2 separate regions of the Pan troglodytes genome follow, and region 2 is linked to region 1. The links are chromatin contacts, called in public HiChIP or PLAC-seq maps. All regions are on one chromosome and are shown on one strand. The core of a region is the stretch at or near the end of the contact, and the rest is flanking DNA. Distances in the headings are between cores, read along the strand shown. Region 1 holds the start of SYT2 (synaptotagmin 2). Region 2 holds the start of LOC739591 (small ribosomal subunit protein eS27-like).

Region 1 (6,411 bases), core at 1,432-3,931:
CAGATGGAGGCAGAAAGAATGACTAGAGGTCAGGCTTGCCTAGGGGCTGGTGAACACTGGGGTAGCCTGGTCCCCAGGGCTTGAGAAGGGCAGGGAAGAGGCTTCTCCAGCCACCTCCAACGCCCACCCCCAGGTCTCTGCAGTATCATAGACAGCTCTGTCACACCTGCCTGGAAGCTGCCTAAGGGTAGAAGGAATAAAACGAGCTCCAGCTGCAATGTGAGGGCAGGTGAGCCCAGACCCAGCTCCAGAAAGGGTCTCCCCGGCCCTGCGAGGTCTTCAGCAAGGTACATGCTTTGCCCAGGTGAAACCAGCTTCAGTCCTAAATTGAAGCCAGTTGCAAGCTTCTCTAGGCGAAAAGTCAATGTTTACGAACACCAACACTTTTTGCTTCCCCTGGTCCTGTTCTGTGGATGTCAGACCCCAAAGCTGAAAAAGAAATGTTCTTGCATAATCACCCCCTTCCCCCAAAAGAAAACCCAAGTTCCCCGGACACAAACTCCTGGACTGCAGAACAAAGCAGACTCCCAGCAGAGTGGTCTGGTCTCTCTTCCTCCAGGGAATGGTGGGCCAGATCTATGTGAGGCTATAACCTAGAAACTTTCCTCTGCCTCCCTCTCCTCCTCCTTTGGCAAGACAAGGAGGGGAGAAGGTAAGGATTAAGCCCAAAAGATCTCCAGAAAAAGCCAAGCCTCTGGGGGGAGTCCTAGAGGGTGAAGCCAGGGATCTGCCTGGCAGCCAAGCAGAGCAGAGGCAGCCACCCTGAGGGAAAGGTGGTTCAGTCGGGGTTCAGTGGGCACTGGCCATTTTCCAGGGGCATGGGAGGAGATGGGTTGGAGTTGGACTCCCTAGGCTGCAGTGTGCCTGGCATGGACCCCTGACGCTGACTCACCCCCAGGGCCCTGACACACGCTGCAGCTTGCAGTGCCTGCCAGGCCACCACTCTCATTCCACAGGACCAGGATGCCAGGCACGTCCCACTGCATCAGAGCCACCCTGCCCCCTTCCACCTGCCACTCGGGCCTGCCTTAGGGGCACTGGGCATGGCTTTTTTCAGCACCTCTGCTGGTCACAGAGATGTTTCTAGCAGCCCCAAAGCTGGACTTAGTCTTAAGTAGGGAGAGATGGTTGAAAGGATTAAGGGCTTCCCTGCTTCTGTCACCCCCTCTAATGAAGTGCCAGGTTATGGGGATCCAGATAGATTGGATGGAGGACAATCTATTCCACCTGGGAGAGGCCCCTCAGGGCGGCAGCAGTAGGGGAGGGAGAAGGGCACCCTTTTGCTTTCCAGGTCAGACCCCAGTTCACCTTTCTGGCTTCCTGGGCGCCCCCAGATCCTAAGGACTTCCTCCTCCTCATAAGCTAACCCAACCTGTACTACCTGCCCACGGGGCCTCTGCCCTTCCCTCCCCACTGCGGTGGCCCCTCCTGGGCCAGCACTTCTTCTGTCCTTGCACTCCCTTCTCCTGCTGCGGGGAGAGCACCTACTCCGCCACCTCAGCCAGGGGTAGGGGAGGACACTGCCCTGCCAGGAGACACCCCACGAGCCATGGGCTGGGGGTGTCCTGGAGGCACCTGTGGAATGTGGGGATGAAAAGGGAGGAGACAGGATGAGGGGGCCTGGCTTAGTGGGATGTGAAACGATAAAGCTCCACTTTTTAGTTGAAAAATAAAAGCCCTGTCCCCCAGAGGTGGGGGAAGGAGCATAGGCAGGGGAAGGGGGCACCCCAAATGGGAAAGGTACATGGAAGAGTCTAGAAAAGGGAGTCGGGCTGTCAGCACCCGCCAGACTGCGAGCCTAGCCCTGGGGACAGAGCTGAAGCAGGGACGGGGCGTCCTAGGTCGTGCTGAGTCATGAGATTTGGAGAGAGGGGAGGGGCGCCTCCAGCCCCTTCTTGGGCCCCTGCCCCAGCTCCTCGTGCCCGTTGCTTCCAGATGGCCCCTGCAGTCTGTCTCCCCAACCTCTCCCTGACCCAGGGTCTCCGGCTCCCAGCGCCCAGACCCCACCCCCCGCCCCACTTCCCACGACGGCGGTGCCAGGGGTCCCCGAAGCTTGAGACTGGGGCAAAAGAATCTTCCTTGGAGACCGCTAGGGCTGGCGGGGGCTGGGCTAGACGCGAGTGGGTTCGTCCCAGGGAAAAGAGAGAGGGACGGGGGCGCAGAGCCGGCCGGTGCAGGGGACGCGTGGCCCGCCCCTCTCTGCAGCAACTCGCGGGGAGACCGCGGGAGGAAATCTGCCCCCAGCCCAGCCCCAGTCCCTCAGAGGAGCCGGCTCCTCGCCCCTCGGGTCCGACTCCCCGAGACGAACCTTCCATCCGGACGCTTCCAAACTCCCCCAAAGGACGGGGCGGACTCCCGGCCCCCTTGGCCTCAAACTTCCCCAACCCTACTCACCTCTCGGGACCCAGACCACCCCGTGGCCCCTCGACTCAGTAGCAGAAAAGGAGAAACTTTGGAGAGGGAGGTCCGTGCCCCCACCGGCGGGGGTATGGACTTACCGGAGAGCGACCCGAAGGAGGCGGGAGAGATCCGGGGTCGCCAATGTGAGGGGGTGTCGGACGGCAAGGACGCGGGGCTGGCGACGGTTTCGCAGGGGCGCCCGTTCCCCTGGGGCGCGAAGTCCCCGCTCCACCGCTGCCCCAACTCGGCTCCGAAGTGCCTTTGCCGCAAGACTTGCTGAGCTTAGCAGTCTGCGCCGAGGCGGCAGAGGGAGGGGGCCTGATCGATGGGCGCGCGCGGCGAGCGCTGCAGTGAGGGGAGGAGACCAAGCGGCGCGGGAGGGCGGGGACCGAGGCGGAGGAGGCCCGGAGGAGGCGGAGGGCGGGCCTGCCCCCCGGGACGGGTCCTTTCTGCGCAGCCCCCCAGGCGCTCGGCGCCCCCGCCTTCTGCTCAAGGTCAAGGAGGCTGCTTCCCCAGCAGGAAGGCGGACGGGAAAGGGGCTCTATACTCCCCACCCCAGAAGGCTGGTCTCCTTTCTAGCCAGCTCCTTCTCTCCAACTTCCCGAACCCACTGCAGCTCAAGGCTAAATTATTGGGCTCAGGAGCCCCCCTCCCCATGGCCATTTTGGGATCCCTGAGCCCCTAGCCTCCCCTCCTCCCCTCTCCGCTTAGGTCACCGCTACCTATATTGGCCACCTGGATGGTGGGGGCTTCTGAGCCTAAAGGATGGGTGAGAGAGAGGAGGATGCTTGAGAGAAGACAGCGGTACCTGAGGCCTATGGAAATAGAACGGCGGAGGGGAGAGGAAGAACTGCAGGGTGGCAAGGAGAGAGGAGCTGGAAGACGGTAGAAAGAAAAGGAGGATGCTACTGGTTATTAAAGACAGGATGTTCACACATGTTAGTTTGCTTAATACGTAAGACATCCCTTTAAGGTGGGCATTTTGCGTGGGCAGTTTGCAGGTGGGGAAACAGTCCCTGAATGGTGCGTTGGACCAAGGAGCTGCAGACAGTAAGTGGTGGCATTTCGGAAGAGCCTGGGAGAAAGAGAAGGGTGGCAAGGGCAAAGAGGAGCCCTTCCTAACCTACCCAGGAGCTGCCAGGGCAGCACCAGAACTTCCTTACAGCACAATTGGAATATCCACTTTAACTCTTTTGGAGTTAACTTTTTTTTTCTTTTTTTTTTTGTTTTTTTTTTTTTTTAGACAAGTTTCACTCTGTTACCCAACCTGCAGTGCAGTGTGCAGTGGCGCGATCTTGGCTCACTGCCACCTCTGCCTCCTGGGTTGAAGGGATTCTCCCGCCTCAGCCTCCCGAGCAGCTGGGATTACAGACGTGCGCCACCACACCCGGCTAATTTTTGTATTCTTAGTAGAGATGGGGTTTTGCCATGTTGGCCAGGCTAGTCTCGAACTCCTGACCTCAAGGGATCCACCCACTTCGGCCTCTCAAAGTGCTGGGATTACAAGCATGAGCCACTGCGCTTGGCCTGGAGTTAACTTTTATAATAGGACTGTAGCATCCTGCCTCGCTTTTGGGTACAAAACCGTACATGACCTGAGGTCAGCCTTCAATACGTACTAGGTGAGTGAGTGAGAGGTGGAATGAATGCAATATGAGGAGATGCAAAGAACAAGTGGGATTCAGGCTTTGGGGAGAGAAGAGGCAGTGGAGGGCACTTTTCAGATCACTGTGCCAATAATACCAGGTGTTACTGGCAGACCATCCCCAGTTGGAGACTATCCCCAGTTTGGCTTGCCTCAGAGCAAGGCGGCAAGTGGCTGCCGCCTCAGTGGATGTTACGAAAAAGGTGGGGGAAGACCTCTGGGGAGTCCTCAATCAGGCTGAAGCTGTGCTCACAGCCCCTGAGGCACAGAGGCCCTCCCCCTTCACCTGTGGAGCAGCCATAACAAGGGCAGTGGAGGAAATGGGGAGCCAAGTTACAATGGACTAAGAATGAGACCTTTACATTCAAAGAGGTTACCCACCACCCCCACCCTTAGCCAGGTGTGTTCCAGGACTTGTTGCTTCCCCAAAGGGACTGGCTCTACTCTATTCGCTCCTTCCTGCTCCCCATGCCAACAACCAGTATCTGCAGGACTCCAGCCAGAAAGAGGGCTGCAGCCCCCTCGCACAGAATCAAGCCAAGCGAACTGGCCCGATGCGCTTCAACTTTTCCACGGCAGCAGACTCAGCTGCCTACTGTTCTGATCAAAGCCTTGTGTCAATCTGGTGCCCCAACTTCTTCTCCTAAGCACGTCAGAGGAAGCCAGCCTGCCTTCCCAGGCTATTAGGAGAGTCAGAGCTGTAATCAATTTGGTTAAATGAAAAATGTGGTGTCCCTGGCTACAGCCTTAATGTTCTTTTAATTCATCAGGACCAGTAGTGTCTGGGTTACAAACCTAATCAAGAGCTCAACATCCCTCTTGCTTATTCCCCCAGGCTTCAGGAGCTGGAAGAGGAAAGAATGGAAAAGACATCCACCCCCTCCACACCCAGCCTATTATTAGATACTTTGCTTTTCAACTGTTCATCATTGTAGAAAGATGAGCCTCTAGTATCTTAGACCAACATCACTCAATTGCATGCACATGCAGGGCCATCAGGGCAATCCCTCTGCTTCCACACAAGGTCATTTTGAATCCACAAAAGGTGGGGGAGAGCTATCTAACACTGAGAGTTATTCAGGAAGAAAGTCTACAGCTCCCTCAATTACATTGTTTTACCACTTTCTGCTGAATAGTGTGCTTCCTGGTGGCTTCATTTTCTGTTTTTTTCTAGGGAGGAGAGAGAAGAGAGCAGGGAACTGCTGCATCGTGCCCCTGTCACAGCTTTCCCTGGGGACTGAAAGCCCCTGTACTTTTTTACTGCCTGCCACCTGCCTTCTGCTTAAAGAATTCCCTTTTTGTCCATCCTTGATCATAGGTCTACTAGCACTTGCACTACCTCACACTTGGATTGTTTCCCTGATGTTCTGGTCAGGCCTTCATCCCTGCAAACTTGTTCCAAGCCCTGCTGTCATAGTTAGAGCAAACAGAAATGAGCTGGGACAGGAGAGAGAGTCTTCATCACCGCTGACCCTAGCCAGCTCCCATTTCCTGCTTTCTCTTGATACACACAGAAAGAAACACCCCTTCAGAAAGCTGTTGTTCTTGCCCTCCCACCCCCTGCACATACCCGTATTATTCTTCCAGAGCAGTTTGTATTGTTCCTGACAATTAAGCAAACAATGACTAAGCTCTCCTCTGAAACACGCCTGCTTTACTGGTTGTAACTGAGTAAATGGTTCTTTAAAACTTACAGCTGGGCAAAGTGGCTCACGCCTATAATTCCAGCCCTTTGGGAGGCTGAGGCGGGCAGATCGCGAGGCCAGGAGTTTGAGACCATCCTGGCCAACATGGTGAAACCCCACCTCTACTAAAAATACAAAAATTAGCCAGGTGTGGTGGTGGGTGCCTGTAATCCCAGCTACTCAGGAGGCTGAGGCAGGAGAATCGCTTGAAACCAGAAGGCGGAGGTTGCAGTGAGCCAAGATCATGCCACTGTACTCCAGCCTGGGCAACAAGAATGAAACTCCGTCTCAAAAAAAAAAATTACATGCAATTCCTGTCACTAAAAGTCTTGGTTTTCTTCTTCTAATCTAATTTTGTAGACATACCAAGCTTAAATATACTTTAACTTTTATTTAAATTACCCTATACTACCTATACTCTAGCTCCACTGAGCTATTTTCATTTCCCTAAGCCACATGATAGTAGCTACCTATTTTGCTAAGGCCCTGCTCAGTGTTTATAACCATTATACTGCTTACTCTTCAATAATATATGTCTGGCCAGGTGTAGTGGCTCACGCCTGTAATCCCAGCACTTTGGGAGGCTGAAGCAAGCAGATCACCTGAGGTCAGGAGTTCGACATCAGCCTGGCCAATATGGTGAAACCTCATCTCTACTGGAAATACAAAAATTAGCCAGGC
Region 2 (6,908 bases), core at 2,407-4,906, 240 kb before region 1:
TATTCCTGATACTCCTCAGATTTCCTCTCCAGAGCTATCTCTTTGTGGCAATTTTTGTCTTAAATTTTAATTATCAGTACTTAATATGTCCAGCTCCCTTACAAGATCTTGCTTCAGAACAGAGCATTTGGAATAGGTAAAGAAGGGTAAAGTGGTGGCTGGGCACGGTGGCTTATGCCTGTAATCCCAGCACTTTGGGAGGCTGAGGCGGGCGGATCACCTGAGGTCAGGAGTTCGAGACCAGCCTGGCCAACATGGTGAAATCCTGTCTCTACTAAAATACAAAAAATTAGCCAGGCATGGTGGCGCTTACCTGTAGTCCTAGCTACTTGAGAGGCTGAGTCATTTGAACCCAGGAAGCAGAGGTTGCAGTGACCACCGCACTCCAGCCTGGGTGACAGAGCAAGACTCTGTCTCAAAAAAAAGAAAAGGAAGGTAAAATGGGAAACTGGTTGAATAGAATGAACAAAATGAGTGCATGAACCAATACACTATTGACCAAACTTTAAAAATGGTAAATAAATATGTAGGGAATTAGGGTCAACTCTAAAACAAAACTGAATAGCTCAGATTCTGAATTTCATCCATAACCTTAATTCAGTTCAATAATTGTTTTAGAGTACCTAATAAAGGGTAGGCACAATGCTGAATTTTAATGATGTAATGATAAAGTGTAGTCCCTGCCTTCCTAGAACTTCGAGAATGGTGGTTAGTTGTGGGTAGAATAGCACTTTTTTTTGTTATAATCTACAGTTTAGTATAGTGGCCAACATCTGACTTAATGAGCTAAGGCAGTTGTTGGTTTACATATTACTTTCTAGTGTGAGAAAATGTCAATGTGTTTCTTCAACAGTGAGTTTTAAAAATAACTATTGGGTACTAGGCTTAGTACCTGGGTGATGAAATAATCTGTACAACAAACTCTGTGACATGAGTTTACCTATATAAATAAATAAAAAATAGAAGTTAAAAAAAATTTTCCTTAGGCTAGGACTGGGGTGACTACCAAGTAGCATGAGTGAGTTTTGGAGGGTGACAGAATTGTTCTGTATCTTGATTACAGTGACGGTTATGAGACTTTATGCATTTGTCAAAATTCGAACTCACAGACCTATTTGCTAAAAAGGGCAAATTTTACCATATGTAAACTTACCTCAGGAAACCTGACTCAAAAAAGAAAAAAAAATATATGCCACCGAGTCTTAAAGGAATTTGATTCATCTGCAAAGTAGGGTAATTGGAAATTGAAAATAATGGACTTATTTTAGAGGCTTTCTCTGAAGATAAATCTAATTTAGGTCTTTTAGGGAGTTCTTTCTTTCTAGATCCTTTCCTTCATAATCTGAGCTAATGGAAAGTTCAGAAATCCCTGAAATTGCTAGCCAAATTTTGTGTATACGTAAGTGCTTTTTTAGGGGTAGGAGATTACATTTCTTATCTGATTGTTAAAGATGGGTTAGATTTCAATAAAGGTTAAGAACCGCAGGTCTAAGAGCTTTTCTGCTTCCCCAGATACCCCCTTTTTCCCCATTGGAGGCCATCCTAGTGATTACAGGAGCTGGAGACCGATTTCTAGGAGTTGGTGAGAGTAGACGAGTCTGTGAATCTACTGGTCGTAATACAGAGAGTTCACCTATGCTAACACAGGTCTTTCCTGATTGCCTACTTACGCAAGCTAGAACTCCTTTTTCTACCACTTCTGACCTCTATTCTCTCTCTTTGCCCCCTATGGCCCACCAATTTTTTTCTGGCATATTTAGCTTCCTTTAGTATTTAGCATATACTGAGGAGTACCTGTGCTTTCTATATCACTGTGAACTATGGTAATAAAAAAAAGTGTGAAATACAAATACATCTCTTTTATGTATATCTTACTGTTTGGAACAGTCCTTTAAATATGAATGATCATTTTTCAAAGTTAAAAGTTTCTAACCTTAACTTTTAAAAAGTTTACAAAATTTCCCACAATAACTGTATTTTAAATAGAAAATAAAAATTGCCCGTATTCTCACCATCAGCAGTATCACTGCTAACATCTTTATATATTTTATTTATTTTGAGATCATGCTATATATGGTTTTTTCTTTTAAAAGATTATTGGCCAGGTGCAGTGGCTTATGCCTATAATACTAGCACTTTGGGAGGCAGAGGTGGGAGGATCACTTGCACTCAGGAGTTCGAGACAAGCCTAGGCAACATAGTGAGACCTCATCTCTACAGAGAATTATAAAGAAAAAAAAAATTTTAGCCAGGCATGGGAGCCTGTGCCTGTAATCCCAGCTACTCAAGTGGCTGATGTGGGAGGATCACTTGAGCCCAGGAGGTCGAGGCTGTAGTGAGCTATGATCATGCCAGCTGTACTCCAGCCTGGGTGGCAGGGCAAGACCTCATCTCAAAAAAAAAAAAAAAAAAAATGAAAACAAAAAGTTACCAAATATCACAAACACCCAATCTCTCCATCTTCTGGTCTGATCAAATCCCAATATTTTGCCATATTTGCTTCAGTTATTAAGAATAAAATATAGCTAAGCTCCTGTGTATCTCTCCTCAGTCTCATCTCTTGACTCTCTCCCTAAAATTAATCACTATCCTGAATTTGCTATTTATCATTCTCAAATTTTTATCACTATTATTTTTCATTTGCATACTTATATAATTCTTTCACATGTTTTAATACTTCATATAAATGGTATAACCTGCACACATCATTCTGAAACTTGCTCTTGTCACTTAGCATTCTGTTTGTTCATTCTAAATGCTTATTTTAGTCCATTGTACAATTATACCACAGTTTGTTTTTGTTTTTTTCCTGTGCTGATGGACATTTAGGTATTTAGGTCTTTTTTTTTTTCTTCCCCTAATACTAATGATGCTGCTGTTTACATTCTTGTTCATGTTTCTTGACACAAACGTGCAAGAGTTTCTCAACAGTATTTATTTCCAAATGGAATTTCCGGGTCTATAGGGTAAGTGCATCTTCACTGGACACTGCCTGATTGCTCTCCTCTTTACTCTCACCAGCAATGTACGTGAGTTTCTCATTCTTTTCAACTAGGTTAGACTTAAAATGTTTTGTTGTTGTTTTTTTTCTTTTGCTGCTACTGCTTTTTTGGTAATCTAAGGAAGATGAAATCATTTCTCATTTTAATTTGCATTTTTTTTTATTACTAGTGAAACAACATTTTCTCTTATGTTTATATGCTTTTCTGGTTTCCTTTTTTGTGAATTCCTGATTATGTATTTTGTTGATTTTGTTGTTGTCATTAGGTTGGTTCTTTTTTTAAAAATGGGTAAAAGTTTTTTTTTTTTTAATCCAAAATGTGTTTATTGAGATGGTTTCCCACTCATCTTGACTCAGAGTGCTTTTAGTGCTGCTTCCTCCTGAAGGAACATCCTTCTGTAAGCCTTGCTTTTCCTCCTGTAGGCTGGCAGAGGACAGTGGAGCAGCCAACACACAAAACTACCGTTTGTGCATGGCTAAAGACCGTGGTGATTTTATAGCATCCTGGGCATTTCACATCCATGAAGTAGGAATTGGGGCTCTGCACCAGGCGTTTCTTCTTGTGTTTCCTCTTCTCCTCTTCTGGAGAGGGAAGAAGGAGATCCTTTGCGAGAGGCATGTTCTCATGTGCGTAGGTCATCACCGCCGGAAAACGAAAGTTTTTTATATATTCCAGATATGAATATTTTGGAACTTACGTATATATAGTACTTTTTAGTTTGTCTTTTAATGTCTATATTTTATCATATGAACGTTCTTTATTTAACCATTCCCCTTATTGTTTGATATATAGGTTATTTCCACATACATTTTGTGTGTTTAGTTTCTTGAGCTGTCTTGTTAAAAAAAATGAGTGGTGGTGCTGAATTTGTCTTGGTCTAGTCTACTTTGTAGTAAATGATAAATATTTGAGACAGTTGGCCAGGTCCAGCTGGTATAGCTGATGTATGTGAAATAAAGCAGCACTCACTGGCCTTGTTGGTGCTTGATTCTGCCATTCTTACCATCAGTAACACTTGTTCTGACCAGTGAACTAACTGTAGAGTGACCTATGTAAGTAAAAACATTGTCATTGTGAAAGTGGCTTTGGCACTTGAGGCTGGCATGTTTTTAATGGAACAAATGTTCAGATGGAAAAGAATTCAAGATGATATAGTAGTTATCTAAGGTAGGTCACAGAAACACCAGACTCACACTTTCTCTAAAGCAAAAGGACTTCTCTGAGCCATAGCTTGGTGATAAATAACTTAGTGTCTAGAGCAGGGATCAGCAAATGTTTTCTGCAAAGGACCAGATAGTAAATATTTTAGACTTTTCAAGCCACATGGTTTCTGTTGCAACTGCTCCCTTCTGCTGGTGTAGCACAGCAAGCAGTAGTCACACAACCTTGCCTATTCATTTATGTGTTGTCTGTGACTGCTTTGGTCTCACAACAGAGCTGTTGAGTAGGCCTGCAAAACCTGAAAGATTTACTGTTTGGCCCTTTACAGACAAAATTTGCTGACTTCAGCCCCTGCAAACTCAGCACTCTTGACATTTGGGGCCAGTTAATTATAGGTCTAGATTTAAGAAATGCTTAGTTTGGCTGAGGGAAATTCTTTCTTAAAAAATTCTTAATGGAATTGTAGCTTTGATTCGTTGCTTAAACATCAGCTCTGATCTCAGTGTCAAATTAGAGAGGCCAAAAATGACACATGAGCATTTGAATGCAGTTGTCCTAAACTATGAAATCAGATCATATTTTGATATGTGACACATATTAGATCTAGAAATTTTCCTGATCTGTAGCTAGCTTATCAAATTGAGTGGTATGTACACTCTTTCTCTATCTAGGTTTAACCCATTTATAGCAGATATGAAATTTGTTTCTGCATTTCTGTGTGTCAGGTGTTTCTTTTTTATCTGTCTCTTCACAGCTGTTGGCATTTGCCAGCTGGCTATGCCTGAGCCTCAAGTGAGGCAGTATTTACAGCTCAGTTGGATGGATGCAGCAACTAGGGTAGCTCAAGGGCAGATGAAATAGGATCCAGAATGAGAATGCTGCATCTCTCTTTGCTCTGTCTTCTTTCACATGAGGAAGAATTTCTCTCTTTCACCTCCCTGTCAAATGAGAAGTAGTATTGATTGGTTTGGTACAGTGTATAAAACATGCATCTAATGGAATGTTATTTTGGGAACTATTAGCAGCATTGGCTCTGCCGAGGCCCAAGATTTTGCCTTCTTTCCCTTTTCTCCTCCCCTTCCTTCTCCTCCTCCTTAGTAGCAGCTCCTTAGCAAATTGCAAGCTTTGCCTCTGGCTTGCTGTATAGCAGTGGCAGTGCAAGCCTTTTCCAGTTTCCAAGGGAGACCGGGTGCTGAGACTGCAGTCTTTCCCAGCAGCCACTTACCTTTCTTGCTATTCATTTCCACGCATCTCTTGACCTTCGTTCTGCTATGCAGGCCTGCTCGAGGAGGTAACAGCCTGTTTTCTTGGAGCGCTCTTTGTCAAAGGGGGCAGAGGGAAAGTAGGGTGGTACAGGGAAAGGTGTACAGAGACAGCAGAGTATAAATGCTGCAGTTGGGAAAAAGTAGCTCTAAAGTGTGCTGTATCTGTGGGCTTGTTCCTATTTGCTATATCTATAGAACTGTTTTAAAGGTGGGAACCCCAGCATTATATCGTACTACTTAAAGTACCACATATAAAAATGTAAGATTACTGTAATACTGCCTCCAGGAAGCATAGGAGAAAAATGAGAACTTTGAGAAGAAAATGGAATCAATTGCTTTTAAACTTAGCTGACTAACAAATTGCATTTTTTTTTTTTTTTTTGAGACAGAGTCCCACTCTTGTCGCCCAGGTTGGAGTGCAGTGGTGCGATCTCACTGCAACCTCTGCCTTCCAGGTTCAAGTGATTCTCATGCCTCAGCCTCCCCGGTAGCTAGGATTACAGGTGTAGGCCACTATGCAATTTTTTCTGTTTTTAGTAGAGACATGGTTTCACTGTGTTGGCCAGAATGATCTCAAACTCCTGGCCTCGGGTAATCTGCCCGCCTCGGCCTCCTAAAATGCTGGAATTATAGGCATGAGCCACCGCGCCCAGCCACAAATTGCATTCTTGATGAAATTTTGTTAAGTTTATGTTTTATGAGTTGGATCTGGTTTTCAGGTTTGAGGAGAGGGCTTGATAATATTGTCTTTTAATTGGATTCTCGGGACTTCTAGAGCTGTAGTGTGCAGTATGGTAATCAGTAGCCATGTGTGGCTACTCAAATTTAAATAATTAAAATTAAATTTAAAATTTAGTTCCTCTTTTAACTGCTCAGTGACCACATGTGACTAGTGGCAACCATATTGGGCTGTGCAGGTATACAACATTTCCATTATTACACAAAGTTCTGTTGGTCAGTACTAAAGAAAGTAACCTATGAAATATAAGAAATGTAGTATTTGGCCAGACTGAGAATAGACATTTAGTGAGGAGACTTAGAGGCCGTTTGTTCAGAATCAGTATAAATTTGGATTCACCATGGTTTAAAGCTAAATGGGATCTTTAAAATTTTAGATTTACCCCTTTGTTTTACAGATGAAGAAACTAGAGTTCCAAGAGATTAAGTGATTCTCTTAAGACCAAACAAGTAATTAATGGCAGAGCTAAAATTAGAACCCAGGTGCCTGTTCTTTCTATTGTACCATAGTATTAGCCTCCCCTTCCCAATTAGGAACAGCAAGGAAAATTTGAACTAAAATTTACCTCATAGGGTCCTAGCAACTGTAGAGTCAACTGCATCCTCCAAAGAAGAATTTATCCCTAATATTTTTAATGTTTATAGTTTGTTCATGGCAGTCTTATAGCATGTTGATGGAAATTTCTAGAAATGTAAAAATCATACTTTCCCAAGAATGGAGTGTTGATTATGACAGACTTTT

What was found. HiChIP or PLAC-seq counts read pairs in DNA pulled down with a chosen protein or histone mark.
Region 2: an H3K4me3 HiChIP or PLAC-seq map of stem cell-derived excitatory neurons shows a contact between it and region 1, with 7 times the contacts expected there. The contact joins the promoter of LOC739591 here to the promoter of SYT2 in region 1. A contact is called at or near these places in 3 of 7 Hi-C or Micro-C datasets (blood, induced pluripotent stem cells and stem cell-derived neural progenitor cells) and 1 of 1 datasets of contacts at active chromatin or transcription factors (stem cell-derived excitatory neurons).

What each region holds. Positions count from the first base shown.
Region 1 is chr1:46,383,023-46,389,433 of NHGRI_mPanTro3-v2.0_pri, reverse strand. It overlaps SYT2 (synaptotagmin 2), which reads right to left and starts at 2,681. Exons shown (of 9, transcript XM_016935938.4): 1 at 2,499-2,681.
Region 2 is chr1:46,622,358-46,629,265 of NHGRI_mPanTro3-v2.0_pri, reverse strand. It overlaps LOC739591 (small ribosomal subunit protein eS27-like), which reads right to left and starts at 3,656. Exons shown (of 1, transcript XM_009440869.5): 1 at 3,304-3,656. The coding sequence starts at 3,641. The coding sequence ends at 3,366. All of the region lies in intron 13 of PPP1R12B (protein phosphatase 1 regulatory subunit 12B), which reads left to right.